2 separate regions of the Hordeum vulgare genome follow, and region 2 is linked to region 1. A link is a contact called in public Hi-C data. All regions are on one chromosome and are shown on one strand. Each heading gives the region's core, a stretch centred on a gene start, on an enhancer-like site or on the middle of the called end of the contact. The rest is flanking DNA. Distances are from core to core; before and after follow the strand shown.

Region 1 (5,790 bases), core at 154-2,653:
CAAAAAAGCTGTTTGAAGCTAAGAATGAAAAAGGACCACATTACAATAATTACGAACGACATGACTATCACAGGAACAGAGTTAAACAAGATCAACCTGCAGATATGGGCATTTGCGTTAAGGTGTGAAGTATTTTGCAAACTATTCAATAAGAAAGACCAATCGTATATACACGCTTGATCCAATGATTAACAAGTGTAGAGGGGGCAGCCTGGTGCACATAGCTCCCGCTTGCGCAGGGTCCGGAAAGGGTCTTTTGTACGCAACAGCTTTACCACTGTGCCAAGGCTCCCCTTCACAGTTCACGTAAGTGTATCATTATTAATTCACTCCCAGTGTAAACAAGGAACCACAAGAAAGTGCTGTGTACTAAAACTAATTCAATGTGAAATTTATCTTTTCAGTATGACCAATTTTAGTTGAGCCCGAAGTTATCTCCAGATCAGTTATTATTAGTATGGCCAGACTAGCAATGACTTAAATCAACTGATATTCAAAAGAATCCTTTAAAGAGTAGCAGTAACCAGATTCATCTATCAAATGCCACACCTGAACCCTAACTTAGTATCTGTATGCAGAAATAGAAACTTGGCACCAAGCATAGGAGATTTCAAGGGCAGTTGAAGTAATGCATACCATCTTGAGTAGACCTTTGCTTCTACTTCTCTTGGACCTGTTATTATCTGTAAATAGCATAGGCGAGTATGAAGGGAAACTATATGAGCCGCAGAAGCAAATGTACAAGATCGTAATTCTCTCCCCAAGGGAGAACTAAGATGACAAGGAAAGCACAAAGCAGCACTAGTATTTGGCTCCTTATTGTTACTATCCAAATTCCAAAGGAACCCAACCAAAAATTGCAGGATCGTCAACAAGCTCGAAACTTTACAGCGAAACACCGCCCTAGCTGCATCACCGGTACAGTTATTTATTTATTCATTATAAGTAGCGCCAGTTTTTCTTTCCAGCAAGCCCTGGTTCCAAGCTAGTAGTAACAGAAACGCCAGACAGCATGAACGGATTTCGGTCCCAACACTGGGCAAAAATCCACACGGTTGCGGATCTAGGTCAGAATCTCTGGAGTTGGGGATGCTCGTACCTCGGAAACCAAGCCAATGGCCGGAATCGCGGACGGTGTCGACGCAGTACGGACGCGACGCGACGGGACGAGACGAGACTGCCGGCAACCAAGAACCGAGGAGGGGGGGAGGTCGCTTATGAGGGCGTGGGGAGAGGGGATCCGAGACGGGATGGAGGAGACGCAGAAGTGGGCTCCGATCCGAACAGGTTGCCGCGGAGAGGGGGCGGGATTCGGATGGGGGATATTGGTTGGGATTGCGTGAGGTTTCCGCGGAGGAGGAATAATCCGGGCGATGCGATTGCGAGGGGGAGGGGGAGAGGAGCGAGCGCCGGTGATGCGGTGGAGCAGAGCAGAGCAGTCCGTTCGCCTTCGGGAATCGATGACGGAACGGGCTGGCAAGGGGGGCCTGGAAACTAGCCCGACGGCCCAGGCCCGCTGGGGAACCGCGCTTCCCCTTGGTCAGGGTGTTGTAAGCGGGACCTCCTATGTGGCGCTTCAGGCGCCACTAGGGGAACGGGCGCCTGCAGCGGCCCTCTTCGTGGGCCGGCCAATATTAAATTCGTTCGTTATTAAAAAATCGAAAAAAGTTCACAGAATTATTAAAATTTCAGATTTGCGAAAAAAATTCAATGATTATGAAAAACAGTTCACCGATCTTTGGAAATATGTTCATAAATTTTAAAAAAAGTTCACAGAATTCGAAAAAATATCATCAATTTTGAAAAAAAAGTTCATCAATTTTTTTAAATAGTTCACTGATTTCGAAAAAAGTTCATGAACTTTAAATTATGTTCATCAATTTCAAAAAAGAATTCAACGATTTTTTAAAAAGTTCACCGATTTTAAGAAAAGTTCACAGGCTAAAGAAGTTCATGAAGAATTTCTAGATGGCCCGGCCCATTACGGAGCGCTGCAGGCGCTGGTTAGCACATTTTTCCTTTAACCGATGCCTGTGGCGCTAAATCGGGTTTGTTGTTGTAAGCGGGGCTCTCGCTTATAGAGCGCAAGATGAGCCGACCCAGGTGTGGGGGATGCCACAGCCTCGTTTTTTGTGTTTATTTTTTTTACCTTTTTGTTTTCGTATAATTCCAAATATTATATATATATATATATATATATATATATATATATATATATATATATATATATATATATATATATTACAAAAAGACTTGGCATAAGACAGCTTCACCATTCCCTTTTGTGTCGATGGGGGGAGTTTAAAAAGACTGTGGAGGGGTGGGTTACCTCGGAGGTCCCGGATCAAATTGTTTGGACCGTGGGAAATAAGAGGGTATTCTCTACTAAATCGGTGTATGAATATCTAAAAAGAAGTATAGCTAGATGTGATTATAGATGGATCTGGAAGACTAAAATTCCTCTTAAATTTCAGATCTTCCTTTGGCAACTCTTTCAGGACGCCATTCTTACGCGCGATGTGATGAAAAGGAAAAAATGGACCAGAAACCCTAAATGCTCGTTCTGTAAAGAGCGGGAGACTTAGAAACATTCATGCTTTACTTGCCATGTTGCCATGGTGGTGTGGATAACGATCGGATGTGTTTTTGGTACTAGCCTGGGTCCAAATGATATGTGACTGTATTTTTCGGTGTTATGTGTTTCTTCCTGATGAGTTAGGTTCTACACCTTTGGACTGGTAGCAGTTTGTTGGGCGATCTGGAATTGCCATAATCGTGCTACTTTTGAGAACAAGAAGTTGAAATCCCCTTTTGATGTGGTTTACGCTACTTGTGGTTATCTTACTTATTGGGCAGGTTTGTTGAATGTATCTGATCGGGTGGCGATGCAGGTTGGAGCAAAGATGCTGAAGAGCAATGCGTCTATCATGATGCGGATCTGTGCTTCCCCCAAGAGTAACACCCAAAGATGGAAGCTGCTAGTAATGCCTTAGCTCTCTATGGGTTTAGCCCTTGCGTGGATGACTGATCGACTCGTTGGAGGGTCTGATTGTACCCTGGGATGATTTAGACTTCCCTCCTTCTTTTCCTGGTTTTGTTAGGCTAGCTGGTGTATTTTATGGTGTTCCTGGGTTTTCGCCCTGCGATAGGTTCCTCACTGACGAGTGCCTATAGTGGGTTTTCTAGTAATACTTTGAACTCACTCCCCTTTTTTGTTTTCCTTTGTTTGTTCGAACTTTGTATTTCCGCATGTTTGGTAATGGAAAGGGGCTCGCCTGGTTAAAAAAAAAAGACTTGGCATAAAACATTTCAAACTAAAATGTTAGCCGTTAGCCAAGATTTTGATAAATATTAAATGTGCATAGAGAAAATGTTTCTCGTGTCTATGAAAAATGTATACCGAAAATCTGCAATGTGTGCGAAAAGATTGATCATGTATTTAAAATAAGTTAATCCAAGCATTTCAAAAAAATGTTAAACAAGTATTTCCTCAGTTCCTTGATATAGGTCTATCTTTTTTTCATAAAAAATCACAATGTAAGGTGCATTTGTTTTAAATCCTCGTAATTCCATTCTTGGCCCTCTAAAAAAAGGAAAGTATCTCTCCCCTTATAGCATGTATATCTCTTTTAGAGAAAAAGAGTCGATTATATCTCTCTCTACCATAAATTATTTATTTGCCACTAATCATCAAATTAGACAGGGGTAGTTTTTACATAAATTCTCTATAATTATGTGCATTTTTACCATAAAGAAAATAATACACCATACATAAAGAAATGAAACGAGTATTTAAAAAATGTTAATCAAGAATTTAAAAAATGTTAAATATTTATAGAAAATAAGACACCTTACATCATGCATTTTTTCCTCACATTTCTAACATTTTTTTTCTGTAATTCGTTATAATCTAAATACATATAATGCAAATATTACTTTACAGAAAACTAAAAAGTAATGCATTGGAAAATTTATAATTTTAAATAAAAATGTTAATCATGTGTAAATAAATTTTTGTTATGTAAAAAAGTGTCGTGTGTTTAAAGAAATGTATGTGAAAAATTAGAAATCTTTACAAATTATATTAAAATGTTTATATAATAAAGAAAAAGTTTCTTAAATCCGAAAGAATGTGTGTACATTTTAAAAAATGATCCATGACTTTCCTTAATGTTGTTCAAACATTGTCAAAAAATGTATACAATGCAAAAGAAATTATACTCTACAGAAAATACTTCATAATGTTAAAAATAGGATGTCGATAACCACCACACGTATGGTGGGAGCAACTTTTGACCACACGTCTTAATACTACAGATTGGGCCATGTCACCGCATGCATGCACAAATGACGAATGTGATAATGTCAGCAAATATTATTTTTTTATTATTATTTAAGATATTTTATCTCTTAAATAAAAAATCTGATTGAAAAATAGTTTTCCCATTAAATCCGTCGCAACGAGATCTTCAAAACTAGATCTCACATCCATATGTTTCGACAGCATTTTTTAAGGTTAAAAGTTATCATGTCTATTACACATAAATTGACATCATGATTATACTGAAGTTTTATTTATATTTTAACTTCTTTTTTCTTTTATGTTAAAAATAAGTTGTAACATGTTATAAAAAAGAAATTAAGAAACTAAGCTTGCCATGATGAATTATTAAAATTGACATCATTCATGAAATAATTTTGACATGGTTCATAAATAAAAAAGAAATATGTCATTAATAATTTTAAAATGCATGTTAAATGGTAAATTAGCCATGAATCATAAATTAAAATTGTCATGGAGAATTACTTAAATTTGCCATGATACACGCACTAAAAATTTTCATGGTTCATACAAAGACATTTTCCATGTTTAAAATAGTAGAATTGCCATGATCTATAAACTCAATTTGCCATGATGAATTATTAGAAATTGCCATGACCCATCAATTAAATTTGATGTGGTTAATTATTAAAAATTTCCATGGTTAAATATTAAAAATTATGGTAAAAAGTAGTTGAAATATAATGTTAGTTGTAAATCTAGAAAAAAACTAGGTCAAACATGTCGTGGCATCTTTGTTGTAAAAACTATGACAATTTCAGTGTAAATATCATGGTAACTTTTGACCTAAAAAAGTCATCGAAATATACCAATATGTGTTTTAGTTTTGAAGATCTCACCGAGATCGATTTAATATTGAAAATGGATTTTTAATTCATTTTTTATTTAGAAGATAAAACATTTTTAAGTCTAATTGTGAGATTGATAGAAGAGGTGTCTAAAGGGGGTGAATAGACTACATGCAAAAATTAAAATCCTAGCCTTTTCCCAATTCAATGGTTGACAGATTTTAGCGATTCTAACAAGTCTAGTGCACCCTACACATGCTAGTCAATAAATATAGCAACGGAAAGTAAAGACTTTTTATATGTAGTGAGGAGTAGAGTTTAAGAAGATCAAACGCGAAGAAGTAGACACGACGATTTTTGGCATAGTTCCGATATGTGGCGCTTTCGTACGTCCATGTTAGTGGAGACTTCAACCCACGAAGGGTAATGACTACGATAGTCCACAGAGGGCTCCGTCCACAAGGGGTCTACAAAGAAGCGGCCTTGTCTATTCCACCACGACTTCCGTCCATACAAGACTAGCCTCACTCACGGTAGGTCTTCACAAAGTAGGCAATCTTCTTGCCCGTACAATTTTTTTGTTTCAACTCCACAACACGAAGTAGGAGTCTCCCAAGCGACACCTAACCAATCTAGGAGGCACCACCCTCCAAAAGGTAG
Region 2 (6,075 bases), core at 1,884-4,383, 290 kb after region 1:
TTAATTTCTCATAGAAAAAGAATAACCTACGAAATATGGTATGATCCTTTAAGAAGAGTTCCTGATGTTGATTGGCTAAGCAAGTATTGGGATTGCTATTTTCTACTGCAAAATGAATTCCACTCCATCAAATCTAAAGTAGCAAAATGATTCCAACAAGACATAACTATAGGATTTCAGGAAATAAGTTTTATCAGTCATTCCAACTTTTAAGTTTCAATACATTGGCAGATGCTTCATTTTTGAACATTTGTGCTTCAACTCGCATCTGTAAACATGTGTTCACATTCACAGACAAGAAACCAACTTATATTTGCTATATGGTTCTGGCTCCAGGCTAACTAAAATAAGCTGGTACTTACAAGAATTGCATGGCAGCGGATCTGATGGAGGGATCCCCAAATGAATATAACAGCACCTATCCATTGGCACCACCCCAACTTTAAAAGAGGCTTTATAAGAGAGGGTGAATCAATGACTAGGTCTGGCATTCTTGCACGACCCTTTACTATGAATTCAGCTATTTGACCTCGAAGAAAATCTATTGCTTCAGGAAGACAAGAGCTAGCGAGAGATAAAGGTGCAGCCGTGTAATAGCTACAGTCAAAAAAAATTGTAAGTCAATCTGTTACAGAAAAATGAAAGAGCAATGCAATAATCCTTGTGCGAAGAAACCTTTACTGAAAGACCAACGTCAGAATTATTATAATAAACAAGAAATGAAAGAATATATGCATTAGGATAAAAAAGACAACTGTTCTGTTAATTGATTAGTGGTAAAGAATTTAGAAACTACAATTACCAGTGGTCAAATCATCCCGTAAATTAAAGTATGCCTTAACTTACACCATCTACTTGCATATTTTGTTGATAAAAGTATAAACCCAGAACTACAGAAAATAACCGTAACAAGACCTAACAGAAAAGGCAAGTGAAATTATAACAGAAAGGACTAGAACTCTAGAAGGAAGAATGAGAGGAAATATTTAGTCAAGCTGGCATATTAACAACTATGCGACATTCTAGAACAGAATGGAAGTTAACCAATATGGAACTTACAATAGACCTGTCAGGTATCCTACAATGTGCATCCGAGCTGTAGGGCTGTAGTGAAACACATTTTCAGTCTCATACAGGCGTCTCAGCACCTGAATTTCCATCAATAGAAGTACAAAGACAGTCCGCCAGACACGATACTTGTGTTCCATGGTGCGCGACAGGACACTGCCAAAAGAGAACGAATTTGACCCAATAAGATGGCTAGCGATTGTGGAGTAACTCGATGGCTCTGCCAACAGCGGTGTCATTTTCATATATGCATAGAAGCATATTGCAAGCAGCAAGCTTGTTGTCACCGCCACTCCCACCACATAGAAATGCAAGAAGTACTTCTGCGGAACTGTGAACTTCTGCAATTTTGTAAAGATTATTTCAGTTTCTAATGGTTATGCAGAAATTGAGTAGAATACAAGGCAAAGGTACGATATATACATCAAAATTATCTACATAAAGATGACAGTTTTGCTCATGGTTTTGGATACCCATAAATACCTGAGCCGTATGGGTACCAACTTTAACCCATAAGTTATTACCAGAACCCGGGCGTGACCCAATTAGTCATGAGTCAGCTATTGCCATAACCTTTTTTGCCAGAGGGTTACCAATGGGTTGCTTGATTAATATTTAAACAATAAAAAATATATGTCTCGTATGACATGTAGACCGTTAGAGATGTATAACACATATAATTGTAAACCAGCAAAGAGTCTTAAAAATGAACACATCCGAATATCATGTACTCATACTTCGTCTCAAGGATGAAATATTCTCTTACTTGGAATTGGAAGGTTGAACCTGTCTCCCATTCATTTTCTTGGTCAATTTTTGACTTGTAATTTTGGTCAACAAAATACGGGTTATATGTCTACGTCATCACAAATATATCATCGGAAAGTTCTTTGAAATGTGCATCAATGACATACTTTTTGTGGCATATAACTCACTTTCATTGGTAAAATTAATGATCAAAGTTAGACATAAATTATGAAGTGGCCTTGCATACAGAAATGGAGGGAGTAACTCAAAGAAAGAAACAAGAGTTTCTAATCTACCCACAATCTCCCTCCATTAGTTCAAAGAAAAAGATAGGAGCTTCTAATCTACCTACAATCTCCTTCTATTAATTAAAAGAAAGAGACAGCAGCTTTAGTCTACCCACAATCTCCCGTTCATCCAGATAATCTCCCAAATACATTGTATCGAAGTCTACAAGAGAGAAAGACCGTTAATCCAAATAATCTCCCAAATACATTGTATCAAAGTCTACAAGAGAGAAAGACCGTTAATCCAAGTAACCTCCCAAACACATTGTATCAAAGTCTACAAGAGAGAAAGACCGTTAATCCAAGTAACCTCCCGAATACATTGTATCAAAGTCTACAAGAGAGAAAGACCCCATGGCTGTCTATGGTGACAAGGGAAAGGCTACATAGAACTTCAACCGTGGATTGGCAACACCCTGCAAGCCTGCCTCTTTTTTTTTTCCCTTTAAAACGCCCTTTTGCACATGTTTTTTTATTTCAATATGTAGAGTATACGATGCTGATCTAACGCTTTCCCTCACCAGACAGCACATTGCATCATGATTTCAGAACCGACAGCTTTGCTAAGCCCGAATCCCCCCATGACAGTAAAGGAGTTACGATCCTGCCGGCCGGGAGCTTGAGTGGGCACACATAAAAAGGCAAAGCGGGAACCGAGGTGGTGGTCTTACCGCCTTGGAGGAGGAGGACGGCCTGACGGTCTTGCCGCGGGAGGAGAAGGCGGCGAGGAGGCTGTGTAGGAAGCGGCCGCCGGCGGCCGCGGGGATGGGCAGCGCGGCGGCGGCGATGGGGAGCGTGGCGGCGAGCCAGGCGAGGCACAGCAGAGGCTGGAGGGCGGGCCCGTCCCCCTTCTCCATGGGAGGGCAAACCCGCGCTCGCTCTCTCTCTCTCTCTGTGGGTACGCGGCAATCTGCGCGGCTGGTGGGCGTGGTGGCGCTAGGAGGGGTTTGCTTCTGGGCGAGGAAGAGAGAGTGCGAACCCAAAGGGGAGGCCACACCGGCACGGTACGCGATTCGGTCGCTCGTTGCTTGCTGGACCGGGATGCGTGCTGTGTAAGCTTCAAAGCTAAAAGTGGGCCGGTCCCTCTCGTTCTCCGTCGACCCCGACCGGTACGCGTGATGGGATTATTAGCCTGCTCCGGTGTCACGTGTCGCTCGCGACTCGGCGTCGGGCGCAGCTCTCGTCGGCGTCCGGCTCCGTTGTCACTGCATATAGGCCGTACGTAAGTCCGTTGCGTTGCATCCGGGGCTGGGTTTATCGTCGTCAATGATAAGCCCTTGTGTAGAGGAATATAGAAGCGTTCAGATCAATAAAATAATAATCTAAATTATCTAGTTTTGGTGGGGAGGCGTGGAACGATCGGTGACCAAGCATACTCGTCGTAGGTCGTGCGTTGGATCTTGCTTTAGTTCTCGGTAGCTGGACTGTCAAACATGAAGTCGGCAACCGATATTATACTACTCTCTCACTTCCTAAATTCTCCCTCCGTTCTAAAATATAAGACCTTTTAGGGATTTCACTAAGAGACTACATACGGCGTGAAATGAGTGAATCTATACTCTAAAATATGTCTATGTACATCCGTATGTAGTTTATAGTGCAATCTTTAAAAGGTCTTATATTTAGGAACGGAGGGAGTATAATTATTTTTTAGAGATTTTAATAAACGACTATATACGAACCAAAATGATTGGATCTACACTGTAAAGTATGTCTATATAGATCCGTATATCGTTTTCTAGTGCAATCTCTTAAAAGACTTATACTCCCTCCGTCTGGAAAATTTATCCTAGAAATGGATATAATGAATTTATCTATAACTAAAATAAGTCTAGATACATTCATCCCAAGGACCCTGGCGTTTGGCCCTGGAGTCCGAAGAGGACTCTTGCCTTGCGTGCCAAAATGACGTTAAGCAAGCTCTTTCTCCAAGAAACGACACCAGGGCTCAACATATAAATAAATGGGTAGGGCTAGCACCCGGAACACATCAACATTTCCCCAAGCCGTGTGCCGGCAACTGCTACTTCTTGAGCTTGCGTTGGTTTTTCCCTTAAAGAGGAAAGGGTGATGCAACAAAGTAGAGATAAGTATTTCCCTTAGTTTGAAACCAAGGTATCAATCCACTAGGAGTATCAAGATGAGGCACCAAGGCACCTGCGCAAAAACAAACAAACTTGCACCCAATGCGATAAAGGGGTTGTCAATCCCTTTACGATTACTTGCAAGGTGAGATCTGATAGTGATAATAGGTAAATATAAATAAATAAATAAAAGTGCAGCAAGGTATTTTTGGTATTTTTGTATGTAGATCTGAATATATAATGTGTAAAATAGACCTGGGAGCCATAGTGTTAACTAGAGGCTTCTCTCATGATAGCAAGTATTACGGTGGGTGAACGAATTACTATCGAGCAATTGATAGAATCGCGCAAAGTCATGACGATATCTAAGGCAATGATCATACATATAGGCATCACGTCCGAGACAAGTAGATCGATACTATCTGCATCTACTACTATTACTCCACACATCGACCGCTATCCAGCATGCATCTAGTGTATTAAGTTCATAACAAACAGAGTAACGCCTTAAGCAAGATGACATGATGTAGAGGGATAAATTCATGCAATATGATATAAACCCCATCTTTACCCTTGATGGCAACAACACAATGCGTGCCTCGCTACCCCTTCTGTCACTCGGTGAGGACACCGTACGGTATGAACCCAAAACCAAGCACTTTTCCCATTGCAAGAATTATAGATGAAGTTGGCCAAACGAAACCCATAACTCGAAGAGAATTACAAGGATACAAAATCATGCATATAAGAAATCAGAGAAGACTCAAATAATATTCATAGATAATCAGATCATAAATCCATAATTCATCGAATCTCGACAAACACACCGCAAAAGAAAGTTACATCGGATAGATCTCCATGAAGATCATGGAGAACTTTGTATTGAAGATCCAAGAGAGAGAAGAAGCCAACTAGCTACTAGCTATGGACCCGTAGGTCTGTGGTGAACTACTCACGCATCATCGAAGAGGTCATGGTGTTGATGAAGAAGCCCTCCGTGTACGAATCCCCCTCCGACAGGGCACCGGAATGGTCACCAGATGGGATCTTGCGGAAACAAAAGCTTGCGGCGGCGGAAAAGTATTTTCGTGGCTCTCTCCGTTGGTTCGGGGGATTTTAGGGAATTTATAGGCGCAAGAGGTAGGGCAAAGGAGGCACGGGGAGCCCACGAGCCTGCTAGGCGCGCCCCCTTGGGGAGCGCCTAGGGGGCGCGTGGCCTCCTCCGTGGCCCTCTGCCTTGGTTCTCAAGTCTTCTGGATCCCTTTTGTTATGGAAAATATCATCCCAAAGGTTTTATTCCGTTTGGACTCCGTTTAATATTCTTATCTGAAAAAGGTCAAAACACGAAAAAAAACAGAAACTGGCACTGGGCACTGAGTTAATAGGTTAGTCCCAAAAATGATATAAAATATCATATAAATGCATATAAAACATCCCAAGTTGATAATATAATAGCATGGAACAATAAAAAATTATAGATACGTTGGAGACGTATCAAGCATCCCCAAGCTTAACTCTTGCTCGTCCTCGAGTAGGGAAGTGATAAAGACCAAGTTTTTGATGTGGAATGCTACCTAACATATTTGTTCTTTGTAACTTATTTATTGTGGCATGAATGTTCAGATCCATAAGATTCAAAACAATAGTTTAATATTGACATGAAAACAATAATACTTCAAGAATACTAGCAAAGTAATCATGAACTTTTGAAATAACAAGGCCAAAGAAAGTTATCCCTACAAAATCATATAGTGTGGCTATGCTCCATCATCCCCACATAACGAATTTAAATATGCACAACCCCAGTATTGGCCAAGTAATTATTTACGCACTCTTACTTGCTCAAACTTTTTCAATTCTCACGCAATACATGAGCGTGAGCCATGGAT

Evidence for each region. A called contact is a pair of places that touch in the nucleus more often than the background predicts.
Region 2: a contact with region 1 is called in a Hi-C map of leaf, with 3 times the contacts expected there. The contact joins the promoter of LOC123427442 here to the promoter of LOC123427440 in region 1. A contact is called at or near these places in 2 of 6 Hi-C or Micro-C datasets (leaf and seedling) and 1 of 1 datasets of contacts at active chromatin or transcription factors (embryo).

The regions. Positions count from the first base shown.
Region 1 is chr2H:582,815,074-582,820,863 of MorexV3_pseudomolecules_assembly, forward strand. LOC123427440 (ubiquitin fusion degradation protein 1 homolog) reads right to left here and starts at 1,404. Exons shown (of 10, transcript XM_045111486.1): 1 at 1,100-1,404; 2 at 637-683. The coding sequence starts at 639.
Region 2 is chr2H:583,105,890-583,111,964 of MorexV3_pseudomolecules_assembly, forward strand. LOC123427442 (polyprenol reductase 1) reads right to left here and starts at 3,134. Exons shown (of 6, transcript XM_045111488.1): 1 at 2,774-3,134; 2 at 1,060-1,409; 3 at 363-597. The coding sequence starts at 2,959.